Regions from separate parts of the Mus musculus genome. Here regions 2, 3, 4 and 5 are each linked to region 1. A link is a contact called in public promoter capture Hi-C data. All regions are on one chromosome and are shown on one strand. Each heading gives the region's core, a stretch centred on a gene start, on an enhancer-like site or on the middle of the called end of the contact. The rest is flanking DNA. Distances are from core to core; before and after follow the strand shown.

Region 1 (2,929 bases), core at 320-2,819:
GACATTTGATATCTCATCTGGTCTAACTCTCTGAGCAAGGCATAAGTTGCCAAACAGCAAGTTTCTTCATCTGGGGCAGCTATGAGCAAGTCATCAATATGCTACTAGAAAGTTATCTGGGTGTGGGCCTGCCTGTATGTATATGTATATGTGTATGTGAATGTGTATATAAATATATGTCTGTCTGTCTGTATATGTATATGTATATGTGTATATGTATATAAGTAAGTATATATCTGTCTGTCTGTCTGTCTGTCTGTATGTATGTATGTATGAAAAATGGTTGGAGCCTTGCTCTATCTGTCACATGTGTGAATGTATGTGTGTGTGTTTATAATTCTTCCCCACCACCCCCTCTCTCTTTTCTTTCTCACTGATCCCCAAAGAGTTGTCTCAAGAAGGCTGAAGGTTGAAGCAGGAAGGAGAAAGCTGCAGCTTTGACAACTCCTGAAGCAGTACTTCACAGCTGTCTGTGTCACCTCTCAGAGACTACACCAGTTTATTGTAGAAATACTGTTAAACATGTATAAAATGAATAAGAAACAGAATACGTAAAAGACTTTTTTCTTTGAGCTGTGAGCTGCTCTCTACATACTAGACACTAAGAAAGCGTTAAATGCTGATGATTACTAGATAATCCAATACTAAATCTGTAAGAATATGTCTTCTTCCCAGGTGCTATACAGTATATGGCTCCAACTTGACTGTGGAACAGGTATCTTCCAATGAATGGAAATTAATTATGCAAATGAACCAGAAACTGAATAGTGAAGGTGGGAAACCACAGACAATGACTTTTAAAACTTGTTAAACATGATAACTCATGTTTATCCCCATGAGGTACACCTCAAAGGAAAGAAAAGTTTGAACAGGGAGTTTGCCTTTTCCCAAAGAAATGTTCCTGGCCTTAGTTCAAGACGGGATTAAACTCTTTGACAAAGTGATAAAACCAACTGTGCCAATCTGAGAAATGCATTGTTTCCTTGAAGAGTAATACATGATATAGTCATCCAAGAAACTATTTTATTATCAAATAACAACCAAGGGCTTGGGAAATTATGAAGGATACTATCATAGATCGAAGTACACACAACCGTGACTCTCTAGGAGGTCTTAACTTGCTTTGCCCCATAGGGCAAAGGTCATCTCTGAGGAAGGACATCTTCCGCCACACCAACTGTCCGACTAACGGCTCCTGCCCTTTGTAATTAACCTCAGAATACTTTCCAGACGCTGTCTCCCAGACAAAATGTAATTTCCTAATAATGATTGGGGAAAATTGAACCAAACACTGGACTTGGGCTCCAGGAGATAGCAAACCCGCGAGACTTCCAAAGAGTCAATTAGTGGCCAGAGGAGTGGTAGAAGGGCTGGCTCAACGATCCCACAGGCCTAGGCCCTGGACCACTGAAGACCATTGCTCCACGGTTGTGTTATTCAACTTTTCATAGTGCTTGGAAGTATACTCTGAATGTATCACCGCCAGGCGGCCGCCAAATCCAGGACTACATTTCCCAGAGGGCTTTGCTCCCTGGCGGTTGCAGTTGAACCGGGGTGTGTCTAGGATCAGAAGCCATAAGTCCCGCTGTCCTCTTTAGAGCATCAACTTCAACTGCGCTTCGGTGGTGCTGAGATGTTCGGATTCCTGCTTCTGCTCTCTCTTCCCTTCATCCTGTACTTGGTCACGCCAAAAATCAGGTCTGTGCGAATGTTGCTTTTTCTTGCCAGGTCTTTTAGAGAAGATAAAAAATCCCTACTGAAGCCCTCTCCCTAGCCCCCGTAAAGAAAGACTAGGAAAGGACTGAGAAGCCCTTTAAGGTAGCAAAGATCTGGAGTTTACTGGACTGTAGGCGAGATCCTGGTGCCCTGGATGTGGGCACGGCCAGACGTCAGACCCCAGGTGGTCGTAAAAGCGCTCCAGGTCTCCATCATCCTGTATTGCTCTTTCTGGCCTACCTTATTTCCTCTAGCACTATTTGCTCTCTAGCTTCGGGAAGCCGCTGAGTATGGCGGGCTTTAGATTCTAACTGTTTTCTCCACTCCCAAGCTTTGAACCAGCCTTTGTCTAACTATTTGTCTCCAGCCCTTGAGGTACTACAGGAGGGTTGCACTTTTTGCTCTCTGAACCCGATGCCAATGTTATCTGGGGCATGCTTCCTTGTTGCCGTTATTCACTTGTTTAGGTGTTTGTGACAACTGAAGGGGAAGATTCATTGTCCTTCGGAGTAGGAACACGTGCTTGTTTGCCCTAATTAGATTACTAGGAGCCAGGAGAAGAACCACGTGGTCAAAGGATGGTTTCTTAATTAAGTGTCAGGTCAGCCCAAACCTGGAGGTGTGTGTAATCACCTGAGAATCAGCGGCAGGCTACCACAAGGGGCAGTCCACTGATTGGTTCTGAGTAAGTCACCAGGAGTGACGGTGGACCAGTAATAAACGCCACCTTCTTTCTGGGCGTGGCCATAGTTCCTATTGGAGCTGAGGCTGTGCCATCCTTCTGTCATTTCTTACCATGACCAACATTTTTTCTTCCAAGACCTACTTCCCACTCTTTTTGCTTTTTCTTCTCTCTCTGGTGGCTACTTTCATTTTTCCCCTCTCCTCTCTGAATACTTACAGCTCCCATAAGTAGGCACACATGGGCCTTGTACTCAGGTAAAAACTTGGGTTTCTTTTTACCACAAGATCTTCATATCCATATAGAATCTCAACAAAACATGAACCGGAGCTACATCCAGTGAAATGTGTCTTAGAAGCGAGCACTCTAAGGACTCTACTATCCCCGTTGGAGCCAGCATGGGAGAGTGGGGCCAGAGCTGCGCTTTCAAAGTTGATTTCTTGTTTTCGATGATGACAGAGGAAGGAGGAAGAGCCAATTCCTGGTCCCCAGGATTTGTCAGTGTTGAAGTTCAGTCTGAAGGGACGTGAG
Region 2 (2,929 bases), core at 180-2,679, 1.8 Mb before region 1:
AAAACAATTCACATGGACTCAGAGTCCATGCTCATCACAAGAGCTCTACCCACTTTGTTTTTTTTTTTTTTCTTTTTTTGGAGACAGGGTTTCTCTGTGGATTGGCTTGCCCCTGCCTCCCAAGGGCCAGAGACCAAAGGCATGTGTCACCACCACAAAGTTACCTAACTTCTCGACAGATAATTCAACTCAGTTTCAAGTACTTACCACAAAACCAAAACCTCTTTTCAAGTCAATATCTCGGATCCGTCCGTAACCCTTGAAGAATCTTTCCACATCTTTCTCCCTCGCTGCTGGATTTAGTCTCCCAATGAACACTCGACAGCCACTCATGATGCCCGGCTAGTGTTTCCTGTTAGGCAGTAATTGAATCGAGACAATATCAACGATTGACACCATGGGGGTGGGGGATGTTCAGTCAAGCAGTCAAACACACCCCACGTTTACCAACTCTACTAACAAGGTCGCCATGTACCTTTTAAGTCGTTCACGACCACCACATTCAAATTCCAAGTTAAAACTTAACTCTCCAAAAGACCCCCTTCCCAGGTTCCACACGGCAGCCCACCACAACGCCAGTAGCCACCTTTCTAGACTGCGCAGCCGCACACGCTGTCCCCGGATCCCGGGGTTCCCCTCCCATCTGCCGCAGTTAAGGCCAGGCCGAGAAATGCGGGCGGAGCCGAGCCCGCCCTCTGCCAGGCCTGGTCCAATAGCAGCCGGCCGCGCCCGCGTCGCGGCCTCCCCGCGCGTCACAAGCCGGAATCTCGCGACGCCACCACCGAGCCTGCGCAGTGGGCGACGGGGCGCGTTCGCAGCACAAAATGGCGACGGCCGAAGTATGCGGCGGGGTGTGGGGGGGGGAGGAGCGTAGCGAGCCGAGCTGCGTGCCCCCGAGACACGGGCAAGCCCGGGGCCCAGAGCGCTGCGCCTGCGCCGGCCCACGGGGGGAAACCCTAAGCTGCCCTGGGCCAGGCCGGCTCCCCGGCGTCCGGGCCTCGATGAGAGCCATTAAGGGCGGCAGGGAGGGGCGCGCTGCTTCCCGACACAAACGCCCTCCCCACGCCCGCCCTTCCGCCTCGTGTCCCCCTCACGCAACACCCACAGGGAGACGTGCCCCAGCGCCCACCTCAAATCAACTGCGCTCTCTGAGTCGCCGTCCTCCGCAAAGAGCGAAGCCCCGGCCACTTGCGACCCGAGCGGCCATGAAGAAGCCTCGATCCGAGAAGCCTTGCCCTCAAAGCGTGCCACTCACCTACCGGACAGGGTCTTTGGCGGCTGAGACCCCGGAGAGGTCCGTAGTCTGCGACGGAGCTGTCTGCCTCCCTACACAAACACACACACAACACACATACACACGAACCCAACTCGTCTACAGTCTCTCCACAACTGACGCACTTAGCAGCTCGGACGTTGCACAAAATGGAAGGGACGTCCTGGCGTCACTTCCGGGGCGGTGCCAGAAGCTCGGGGACCGCCCACTTGGAGCTGAGGACAGACGGTTCCTGGGAGCCGGAAGTTCTAGTAGGGCGGGGCTTCCTTACCGCGACCCCTGGCGAGAGCAGTGGGTGGTGGGAGGACTAGAAACGTTCGTTCAGTTGGCAGGATACACCGGGACACTTCTTTGGATACGAAAAGATGTATTTAAACTTTTTCTTAGGTCCCTCGAAGATTACCAAGAAACCCAGGCTTTTCAAAAATCACCTGTTTCTTTTAAAAATTCATTTACATAGTCGGTCTCGCTAAGCAGTCCTGGCTAGCCTTGAGCTCAGCGATCCAGCCGGTCCGCCTTCAGTGTGATAGGATTATTGGCCCGAGCACCAGGTCCAATTCTTTCTTTCTTTCTTTCTTTCTTTCTTTCTTTCTTTCTTTCTTTCTTTCTTTCTTTCTTTCTTTCTTTCTTCCTTCCTTCCTTCCTTCCTTCCTTTCTTTCTTTCTTTCTTTCTTTCTTTCTTTCTTTCTCTCTTTAGCCTCTTCTGCAAATTGTACTTATCAATGTCCTTCAAGAGAGGGTTCTTAGCCGGGCGTGGTGGCACACGCCTTTAATCCTAGCACTTGGGAGGCAGAGGCAGGAGGATTTCTGAGTTCAAGGCCAGCCTGGTCTACAGAGTGAGTTCCAGGACAGCCTGGTCTACACAGAGAAATCCTGCCTCGGAAAAAAGAGAGAGAGAGAGGGTTCTCTGAGGCTCAAGTAAGTGAATTCTTTCAGTGTTGTGGTTTTTGTTCTGATCAGCCTAAGGAACTGAATTGTTTTCTACTAAAGGAGAGATTTCACGTGGTGAAATAATGAAATTGGTACTGTGGGTAAAAAAAAAAAAAACAAAAAACGCTCCTATATATTGAATCCCTAGGGCCAATCTTGGCTCAGCTAGCTGGGAAAGATTTCAAGTTGTTTCTAAATCCAACTGGCCATTGTCCATTCCTTTCTGTCCAGGTCTCAATCTCAATAGTTAGGTGGACGGTGGTAGCTTCAGCCTTTAATCATCTCTGTGAGTTCCAGGCCTACCTTATCTACAAAGTCCAAGACAGCCAGGAAAACCCTGAGTCAAAGAACCAAAAAAAAAAAAAAAAAAAAAAAAGAGTCGAAATCAACAGTTATTGAGAAATAGAGTTTATGCTTCCAGCATGGATGTAATACACAGCAGTCCACATCGGTAACTCTATCCAGCCTTCCCCAGTGAGGTTGGGAGGTCTAGAAACATTGACAATAAAGACTGTTGTTGTTGTGAAAAAGGCTACTTCTCTTTAATATTTTTATCTGTAACCTAAGGCATCATCTAGATTTTGAGATGTACCTAGAATAGAGTCACACAATTTCAGCTAGGGTCACAGGGATGAACTGATAGCTCAAGAAGGAGCAGAGCAACCCTGGGTCTGACCTCATTCACGTGGAATAAGCTTGTCTATTCAGTTAACTATGCAAATAAAA
Region 3 (2,929 bases), core at 210-2,709, 1.6 Mb before region 1:
CACACACGCTAAATGAATTTAGCTTGGGACACAATAAACCCTCAACAAGTTTTCCACAGTATCACCACCTTATGAAGTGATTCCTTTATTGAAATACAGGAATCCACTCCCACCCCCAACTCAAGACAGTTCTCATTTCTACTTGAATGTGCATCTAATGAAAAATGCAAAGCTCAGAAAACTAAGAAGTCAAAGCCAAGGGCATGTCTCTACTAGTCTCCACTAGATGGTGACAGCCTGGGTGTAGAATTCCCAGAGCACAAAAGTGTGTGTGTGTGTGTGTGTGTGTGTGTGTGTGTGTGTGTATGTGTGATTTTATTATTATTATTATTAACCAAAGGGATTCTAACACCAAAAACCGATTGACCAGTGAAAAGTGGAAAGTCACTGCGGATCTTGCAGATCTAGAAAGGACTAAATACCCATGGCTTAACTGAAAAGGATAATGTCCCCGCACCTCTCTTCGAACCCCAACCAACAAGAGCAACAAAGGGCAGCACACTACCTTGTCACCAAAGAAGTGTGTGGCAACAACATTGGGCCTCTGCTGAACTAATGTAAAGTTCCCAATGAACTTAATGCCTCTTTGGGATCCCCGGCCTTGCTGCCCTCCCAATTCCGTTACAGGTAAGTTTTTCCACCATGGTGGCTGTCCCGGGAGGGACCATCAGTCTCACAAGTAAGAAAGTCTATATGTAGTTACAGTAAAACCGAAACAAAACAGGAAATGGGTTCGGCAAGTTTCAGCCCACATAATAAGAAAAGTTTTTGCGACTGAAGAGGCGACCAGGCGCTGGGGCTCCAGAACGCTCCCGCGCACAGGCGAGCGGCTGCAAGGTTTCCTCAGGAAACCCACCTCGGCCAAGCCGGTCCCGCCGTGCGGAACCGCGGCTTCGCTGGACTGGAGGGCCTCCGCCTTGCAGCGCGCTCCACCGAGCCCGATCTGCTCTCCGCTCTCGGGCACCGGCACAACCACGCCGCCGCCCTCGGAGCGGCCCGACCCGGCTACTCCCGCGCGGCTCGCAGTGCTGACACCGGCCGGCGCGGTAGCAGGCGGCCGCGCAGAAGGCCCGCGTCCCTGAGGAAGTGCTTGCCCGCCAGTGCCCTGACAACCGGCCCCGCGCGCCGCTGACACAAAGCCGGCCCCTCCAGCCCGGGCGGCGGTGACAACTCACCCGGGAGCGGCGCCGAGACCTCCGGGAAAGGGGGCGCTAGCAGCTCCCGCGTCGCCGAACCCGCTCCGCCGCTGAGCGCGCCCGCCTGCCTGCACTCCCTGTCGGGTCCCCCGCGACGCCTCGCGTGCCCTGGTCTGGCTCACGCGGCCGGGCGCTGACGAAGGAGGAGGACGAGGACGAGGACGCGAGCGGTGGCCGGCTCCTGAGGATGGAACGCGGCGGCGGTGGCGACGGCTGCGCCAGCGTCACTGGCCCAGCTGTACGACGCGGGCGGGGGAGGCCCCGCAGAGGGGGCAGGGCAGGGACGAGGCCTGGGCGGGGTCAGGCACGCACGCAACAAGCGCAGGCGTCGCGCCGCTGCGACCGCCCCGAGGAGTCACGCGCACGCGCCTCTGACCTTGTCTGACACGCCCCTGGCGGCGGGGGGAGGGAACCTTAAAGAGACAGTCACTCGAACTGCTCTGGCTGTAATACTCTAGTTAAGCCACCTTCCTAGAGGGCCCTCCGGTTCTTTTACTGTTATTGTTTGGTTATTATTTGGATGTTTTAATTACTGTCATTTGCAAGGAAGTATACTGTTGTTTAAGAGCCTCTTCTACACACGTCGCCCATTTAGGTCTTGAATCGCTTGCCTGACCTATCTTCAAAGCAGGTTATTATCTCCCTATTAAGCTGTACTCTAGGTTAGGGTGTGTAACTTAACTATCTCAAAAGTGTCCCGAGGGGGTTAGGTGGGGGTGGAAATGTAGATCAGGCCATTCTGATTCTATAACGCTGGGGTGGGCTTCAGGAATCTTTTTAATGGGTGTCCCTGAGTGCTATTTCTGCGCACTCAAAAACACCTGGCAGATCTTAAATGGAGGAAACTGACATTCCAGCGAGGCCTGGGGAACCTAGAGCTGCAGGCTTGGCCCCTAGCTTTTTGCTCTGCTTCTGAGCCTCCTTGAATTGCTTTCAAGCGCGTCTTAGGTGAGCAAATTGAGCACTGGTCAGCTGCATCCATTTAACAGTGACTCTCACTACAGAGGGGTGGCCATATGACAGTAGGAACTATCTCTTTGTGCCTAGGTACTTGGTACTAGGTACTTGGCCTGTCTTAGAGGTGCTCAATAAATGTTGAAGCACTCCTTGAAAATCAGTGACTCATAAATTAAGAAGGCCTGTTAGCCTTTTCTTTTTTTTTTCTTTCTTTCTTTTTATTTCTATTTATTTATTTATTTATTTATTTATTTATTTATTTCGAGACAGGGTTTCTCTGTGTAGCCTTGGTTGTCCTGGAACTCACTCTGTAGACCAGGCTGACCTCGAACTCAGAGATCCGACTGCCTCTGCCTCCCAAGTGCTGGGATTAAAGGTGTGCCCCACCATGCCCAGCCTTTTCTTTTATCTGTGCAAGTGCCCTACCTAGGATCTACTGGAGTTTTTTGTTTCTTCTTCTTCTTCTTTTTCTTCTTCTTCTTCTTCTTCTTCTTCTTCTTCTTCTTCTTCTTCGTTCTCCTCCTCCTCCTCTTCTTCTTCTTCCTCTTCCTCTTCTTTCTTCTTCTTCTTCTCAGTTCTCCTCCTCCTCCTCTTCTTCTTCCTCTTCCTCCTCTTCTTTCTTCTTCTTCTTCTTCTTCTTCTTCTTCTTCTTCTCAGTTCTCCTCCTCCTCCTCCTCTTCTTCTTCTTCCTCTTCCTCCTCTTCTTTCTTCTTCTTCTTCTTCTTCTTCTTCTTCTCAGTTCTCCTCCTCCTCCTCCTCTTCTTCTTCTTCCTCTT
Region 4 (2,929 bases), core at 167-2,666, 1.5 Mb before region 1:
CCCTCACTCTTAATGAACACTCTTGAGTCCCTTCCCTCCCTTTGCCCACAGGAAAGTAAGCTAACAATGAGAGCATCCTCCTACTGCTGTTTGAGAAAGGTGAGGGTAGAGGTGGTGGGGTACTGGGAGCTCCGGCTAAGACAGACCCGAGGAGGAGAGTTTGAAAGAAGTCAGCCAGCCGCAGCCAGTTCCATCCTGCCCAGTGGTTATTTATGCAGCATGGAGCCCTTCCAGGCCTCTTCCCCTCAGCTGCCCACTAGGGCATTGATTTCTCTAATGGCAAGCTTCTGCAGTGGAGGGCATTGGCTGCTCTGTCCCAAGCCTTCCTGTGGTCACTAATTATCTGAGGTCCAGAGACTGCACTTCACAAATGGGAAAGTGGAGCCCAGAGGCCCTACTGGGCAGCAAGAGGAGGCTGGCTGTGCATCACTCCTCTGTACCCAGACTTTCTGACTGGCTGTTACTGACTCAAGGGGAAATGGAGGATGGGGAGGTGATCCTCCCAGAGGAGGGGCCGTGAACAAAGACCTAGAGCTGGCAGGTAGGAGGTTTTCTGAGACCCAGAGGAGAGAGAGTCTGCACAGGAAGCTCTTGAGACAGAGGTGACAGCCTCTTTCAGAGGACACAGAACTAACTTGGTCCTGCAGTTACTGTTTTGACTTAGACTGACTGGTTTGGTTTGGGCCGCTGTGGGAACTGCTGTTGGAAACTTGGGGCCCCAACTCCAAGTGCCCTGGGCTATCAGCCTCAAATTAACTGTTTATGCAGGAGCCAGGCTCACCCGCCCCCAACCCCATACAGGGAGCCAGGACACTCAGCCTGGCACCTACCACATACCGGATGCAATCGGGTGAAGATGCCTGGCAGGGTAGTCTTAAATTAAATGAGGACTCAGAAGAGTACCTGGGATAGTCAGACCCAATGGAGAGAGATGGCTGCCTACAGTAGTGCTCAGGATATTCTGCTGGGAGTCAACAATAACCCCTCCCGTCCCCTCCCCTCCCCTACCTCTGCACTCACCACACACACACACACACACACACACACACACACACACACACACACAAGTGGCAGAGACAGAATGTTCTTGGCCCTCAGTGGCTGCCATCAGACAGTTCAGCCCTGTGAGTCTCTCATATAATCTTCACTCTGCACAGAGCCTTCACTTAAAACATCAGAGGAAAACTCAACTTGGGAGGCACTCAAGGGGGTCTGTAATCCATTAAGTCCCCAAGAGAAATCAGGCAGAAGTAATAAAAGTGTATGAAACCAGCTCTGTAAAACATGAAATCCCATCCACACCTCCATTTGTCCTGAGGTCTTACAGGAATATTAAATTATTCATCAAAATTGATCAGAACTAACCACTACCACACACACGTGATCTGCAGCCCTGAAAACATCAGAGGCCTTCAGACTCAAGGTGTGGGAGGGAGAGGGGGCTGTGCTTCCAAGAATGTTCATACCCTCCAGGGAGGGACCAGGACGAAGTCTGAGTCTTCTAGACACTGCAGGAAATCTGTGTTGACTTAATGATAAAAGCTGTGTAGAAAATGGCCTAGTGCACATGCAGTCAGCTTTGTGAGGTTCCTGCAAGCCCAGGTCTGGGAGTGCCCCTTCTCCCAACACTTGTCATGGCCATAGAAAGCCCTATTGGCATCTGGGCTTTCCTTTGGAGTTGGGGCAGAGAGCCTCGTGCTGATAATAGGGCAAGGATTGCCCAACACCCCCTCCCAACCAGTCCTTTGGACAGGACCAATATATCCTCTCTCCCACTCTAACTTCAGTGATGTCAGGGCACAGTTTCCAACACAACTCCTTAGAGAAGGTTTGTGATTCTCCTTTCTCCCGAGTACTTCAGAGTGGCAGTGGTCGGGCTTGCTCAAATACCATGTAAGGTTGAGGATGCGTGAAAGGATAGAGGAGAGAGACGCCCATTTCCCAGCCCACTTAAAGCCTCGGCCAAGGGATGGAATTGGCTGTGGAGGTCTCTGGAGAATCTGGTTGGGATGGGATTTCTCCTTCTGCAGACTGGCCCGACCTAACCTCAATCTCTAGCCCACATGCAGCCTCGCCACTTGGGACTCGCGACTTAGTTCATTCCACAGAGAATTCCCGGCATCTACCGGCCATTCTAGCTCTAGCGACCAATTAAAGTCGCATCTTCCAGGTGGGGGACAGCATAGAGAGAAACTGGCTGGGCAGGTCAAGGTCACAGCGGAAGGCTGAGGCAGGGCGGTGACTAGATGAGTGGGAGGGGTCCTGAAGCTCGGGGCTCCCTCCCGGGGTAGGGAGGGGTGGGGAAGGGAGGTCTCCCAGGACGCGGGGGACACAACTCACCGCCGGGACCACTTGGCCGAGGATCTCCCGAACGGCCGTTTCCACAGAACCCCGTAGAGCTGCACTTTGGTGCTGATGTCCAGCGCGTCCGCGTCCGCCTGCTCCAGGGACGGCGATGGCGACACGGAGTTGGACTTGGATGTGAACATCGTATCTCGAAGACTGTGCCCTGGCCGGGCCCACTCCCTTCGTGGGACTGGAAGGGACAGGGAGGACAGTGGGAAGCAGTGGGCACGGCGAGTGCAGGCAGCTGGGAACGCCGTCGGGGCGCGTATCCCGACGAGCGGAGCGGAGAGCGGAGGGGCGCGGGAAGCTTAGCCAGCGGCTGGGGCGAAGCTCCAGAGCGCTGTTGGCCGGGAGGGAACTCCGCGGGGAGGGCAGCTCCGCCGCAGGCTCGCAGCATCACCCCCCTCCTCCCCTCCCGTGCCTGCAGCCTCAATTCTGGTAGCCTGGATTGGCTGGGAGTGGCAGGTGAGCGGCTCAGGCCGGCAGCGAGCGCCAATCAGGGTTGGCGCCTACTGCAGGAACTAGCTCAGTGAGTCTGCAGGGTCCTGGTCGGTCACTCAGCCCGGGATTTGGCCACTACACC
Region 5 (2,929 bases), core at 144-2,643, 1.2 Mb before region 1:
GTGGACAGCCGGAGCCTAGAAATGTTAAGAGATTTTATTCCAGGTCTTATAATTGCTGGTTGCTTTGCTAGACATGGCGTGGGTTAGCCTGGCTGAGTGAACTGTTTGGCCATTTACTTTTCCTGAGTGACAGCAGTTTATTTTGGTCTGATCCCTTGAATAATGCATTCTGAACTGTTGCCAGGTTATACTTTATTGCTTAAAAAACAAAACAAAACTCTATAAAGACAGCTCTGTTAAATATTTTTTAAAAGAGAGAATATGTGGCTTTTTGAGACAGGTTCTCATGTATCCTAGGCTGGCCCTGAGCCTCCTGATCCTTCTGCCTCTACCTCCCCTAAGGGTAGGAATTACATACAAGCAAGCACCACTGTGCCTGACTTCTTAGATTGCCTTCATAGTCTCTCCTAACTTAACACTCCGATTTTCTATTATGTTGTATTTGAGTGTGTGTGTGTACATGTGCACGTGTGTGTCTGTGTGTGTGTGTGTATACATGTGTACATGTGCACACGCGCACACACAGATGTATAGGACAACTTTCAATAATGCAGTAACTAGTTTTCTCCTCCTACCATAGGTTCTGGGAATCAAGCTCAGGAATTCAGACTTTTCAAGACTTCCACAAACTGAGCCAATTTATGATTTTTTTTTTTTTTTTTTAGAAACTTTAAAATCCTATATTGTCGGGTGGAAGGGATCACTTGTAGGAATTATAAAATGTCTATTTTTTTCCTTTGTAGGAAATGATGAGCAAGTTATCCTCCATGATGTTGAAAGGTAAATAGATTGTTGGTGTGTGACGATGACTGACCATTTTTTACATGAACAGTGGCAAATATCTTTTTAGACATAGATTTTAGGTTCTGAGGGAACTAATATGGAACCAATATTAGTTTTCTGAAGCAAACAAACCAATTACTATAATAGTTTCAGTTTTATTTAAAGAAAGGGAAGATTTGCAAAGTTGACATACAATTAGAAATAATAAGAGACGCCTTTAATCCCAGTACTTGGTAGGCAGAAGCAGGCAGATTTCTGAGTTCGAGGCCAGCCTGGTCTACAGAGTGAGTTCCAGGACAGCCAGGGCTACACAGAGAAATCCTGTCTCAGAAAAACCCAAAAAAAAAAGAGGGAGAAAACAGTTTTTCCTCTTTATATTTATATGTTATACATAATTACATAATAAAAATTAATAGTTAATAATAACAAATATTTATTGAGTTTTTACTGTCATGTGCCAGACATTGTTCTAAGGGATTTTTGTGTTCCCCACTTAACCATTATGACCATTTAGTGAGGGATATTGTTGATAACCATGACAAGAGGGAACAAAGGCCCAGAGCTCTTAGGTAACTTAAGGTCAGGTAATGCTAGGACTTTGCACCGGGTCTTGTTAGCTCAGAGCTGTGCTGTTAATCCACATGCTAGTCTCCTGGGAGGCCCTCTACCTCTGCTGCTTTAAAACCTCCCCTTTGTTTTTGGAAATCTAGTACCACCCTCAAATCTCCATACAACTGATAAATGAAAACAAAAAACTCAGCTACTGGGTCATTTTTAAATACGTTTAGTGTGAAAATTAGGAAATTTATACAAGTAATACTTTTAAATATACATATATATTTATGCAGACATTTTAGATACTTAATGTTTTTCACTTGAACATTGCCCATTATATTAATTTAGCATCTTGTTGGTTTACCTGGGTTAAATTTCTCTTGTTAATAAAAGAAACTGAACTCTAGTTAGGTACAATAGGGCTGGGCCTCTGAACAATGTTTGTGTATATAAATATGTCTATGTGCTTTTCTGTTTCTCAGCAGTGAGACCCTGGATGTGTTTGCTCATGAAGATGCAGTATATGGCTTGTCAGTGAGCCCCGTGAATGACAACATTTTTGCCAGCTCTTCAGATGATGGCCGGGTTCTCATTTGGGATATCCGGGAGTCTCCCCATGGAGGTCGGTCATTTTGGACAGTTTTGGATTGTGCTGAACAGTCTGAGTACAGTCAGTGTATGAGTAGCATCCAGAGGATAGAAATGTAGGATTCTCACATGCAGCACACACACATAACACTGGAGACCCATCCTGCCCTGAGTGGTCGCAGAGGAATACGTTTACCAGTCAGCCTACCTGTCACTGTACAAAAACAAAATCTGAGTCTAGCTGTGCAACTCAGACTGGCTTTGAACTCACAGTCTTTCTCCTTCAATTACAGAAAAGGGGCACCAGGCAGGGTTTTTTGTTTGTTTGTTTGTTTTGTTTTGTTTTTTGTTTTTGTTTTTTGATACTGGAAGACACAGTTCTGCCCTAACCCTTCAGGGAGCATCATGAACTAGAGGGAAGCTGTACTGTGTTGCTTTGTCTTCATTTTTCACTGTTTCACTTTGTCTTCATTAAATCTATATGTGTATAAAACTTGCAATTTTATAAGCATTAAAGTTATAGTAACTTGGGAGGCTAGAGAGCTGGCTCAGTGGTTAAGAACACTGACTGCTCTTCCAGAGGCCCTGAGTTCAATTCCCAGCAACCACATGGTGGCTCACAACCATCTGTAATGGGATCTGATGCCCTCTTCTGGTGTGTCTGAAGACAGCTACAGTGTACTCACATACATAAAATACATAAATAAATCTTAAAAGAATGTGATAACTGTATTAGGAGTTGGTTGTGAAAGTTTTTAGGGAATTCATTTTACTTCTGTAGACAGCTCATTTTCCCCTTTGAGCTAGGATCTGAGTGTTTAAGTTTGGCTTGGCTTAAATGGATTTGGTTGGTGTTAGGGGTCAGGGAGACATGAAAGTTGGTACCTCATGGGGTGTGTATTACATGGGAGTGGTGCCACCTTTGGGGTGGCAGTTAAGAGTCTGCTCCTGCTGTGTCCACTGCCTGCCCCTGTTGGAGCGATGCCTCAGGTGACATGATTGT

The links. Promoter capture Hi-C pulls out the DNA fragments that hold promoters and counts their contacts.
Region 2: a promoter capture Hi-C map of pre-B cells shows a contact between it and region 1, with 2.6 times the contacts expected there. The contact joins the promoter of Srsf5 here to the promoter of Rdh11 in region 1. A contact is called at or near these places in 4 of 39 promoter capture datasets (the C10 cell line, hippocampal neurons, liver and 1 more) and 2 of 9 other capture datasets (adipose tissue and liver).
Region 3: a promoter capture Hi-C map of liver shows a contact between it and region 1, with 4 times the contacts expected there. The contact joins the promoter of Susd6 here to the promoter of Rdh11 in region 1. A contact is called at or near these places in 3 of 39 promoter capture datasets (hippocampal neurons, liver and pre-B cells) and 1 of 9 other capture datasets (adipose tissue).
Region 4: a promoter capture Hi-C map of liver shows a contact between it and region 1, with 4 times the contacts expected there. The contact joins the promoter of Plekhd1os here to the promoter of Rdh11 in region 1. A contact is called at or near these places in 3 of 39 promoter capture datasets (the 3T3-L1 cell line, hippocampal neurons and liver) and 3 of 9 other capture datasets (liver, macrophages and pancreatic islet).
Region 5: a promoter capture Hi-C map of liver shows a contact between it and region 1, with 2.5 times the contacts expected there. The contact joins the enhancer-like site here to the promoter of Rdh11 in region 1. A contact is called at or near these places in 11 of 39 promoter capture datasets (the 3T3-L1 cell line, the C10 cell line, the HPC-7 cell line and 7 more), 2 of 115 datasets of contacts at active chromatin or transcription factors (large pre-B cells and stem cell-derived neural progenitor cells) and 3 of 9 other capture datasets (adipose tissue, embryonic stem cells and liver).

The regions. Positions count from the first base shown.
Region 1 is chr12:79,190,495-79,193,423 of GRCm38.p6, reverse strand. Rdh11 (retinol dehydrogenase 11) reads left to right here and starts at 1,569. Exons shown (of 7, transcript NM_021557.6): 1 at 1,569-1,698. The coding sequence starts at 1,634.
Region 2 is chr12:80,943,999-80,946,927 of GRCm38.p6, reverse strand. Srsf5 (serine and arginine-rich splicing factor 5) reads right to left here and starts at 1,429. Exons shown (of 8, transcript NM_001079694.2): 1 at 1,256-1,429; 2 at 208-352. The coding sequence starts at 333. It overlaps Gm20337 (predicted gene, 20337), which reads left to right and starts at 1,529. Exons shown (of 3, transcript NR_045057.1): 1 at 1,529-2,191.
Region 3 is chr12:80,789,062-80,791,990 of GRCm38.p6, reverse strand. It overlaps Susd6 (sushi domain containing 6), which reads right to left and starts at 1,459. Exons shown (of 6, transcript NM_178682.4): 1 at 1,176-1,459.
Region 4 is chr12:80,692,439-80,695,367 of GRCm38.p6, reverse strand. It overlaps Plekhd1os (pleckstrin homology domain containing, family D (with coiled-coil domains) member 1, opposite strand), which reads left to right and starts at 1,416. Exons shown (of 3, transcript NR_037995.1): 1 at 1,416-1,423; 2 at 2,908-2,929. Plekhd1 (pleckstrin homology domain containing, family D (with coiled-coil domains) member 1) reads right to left here and starts at 2,767. Exons shown (of 13, transcript NM_001177503.1): 1 at 2,341-2,767. The coding sequence starts at 2,489.
Region 5 is chr12:80,397,800-80,400,728 of GRCm38.p6, reverse strand. It overlaps Dcaf5 (DDB1 and CUL4 associated factor 5), which reads left to right. Exons shown (of 9, transcript NM_177267.5): 3 at 744-780; 4 at 1,821-1,960. Among named protein-coding and RNA genes, the nearest start is that of Mir1843a, 7.6 kb to the right of the region's middle. Within about 2 kb of position 1,393, at least 4 of the 459 cell types and tissues checked have an H3K27ac peak or open chromatin away from gene starts, as enhancers often do. A contact at or near this core is called in liver, where this site is marked.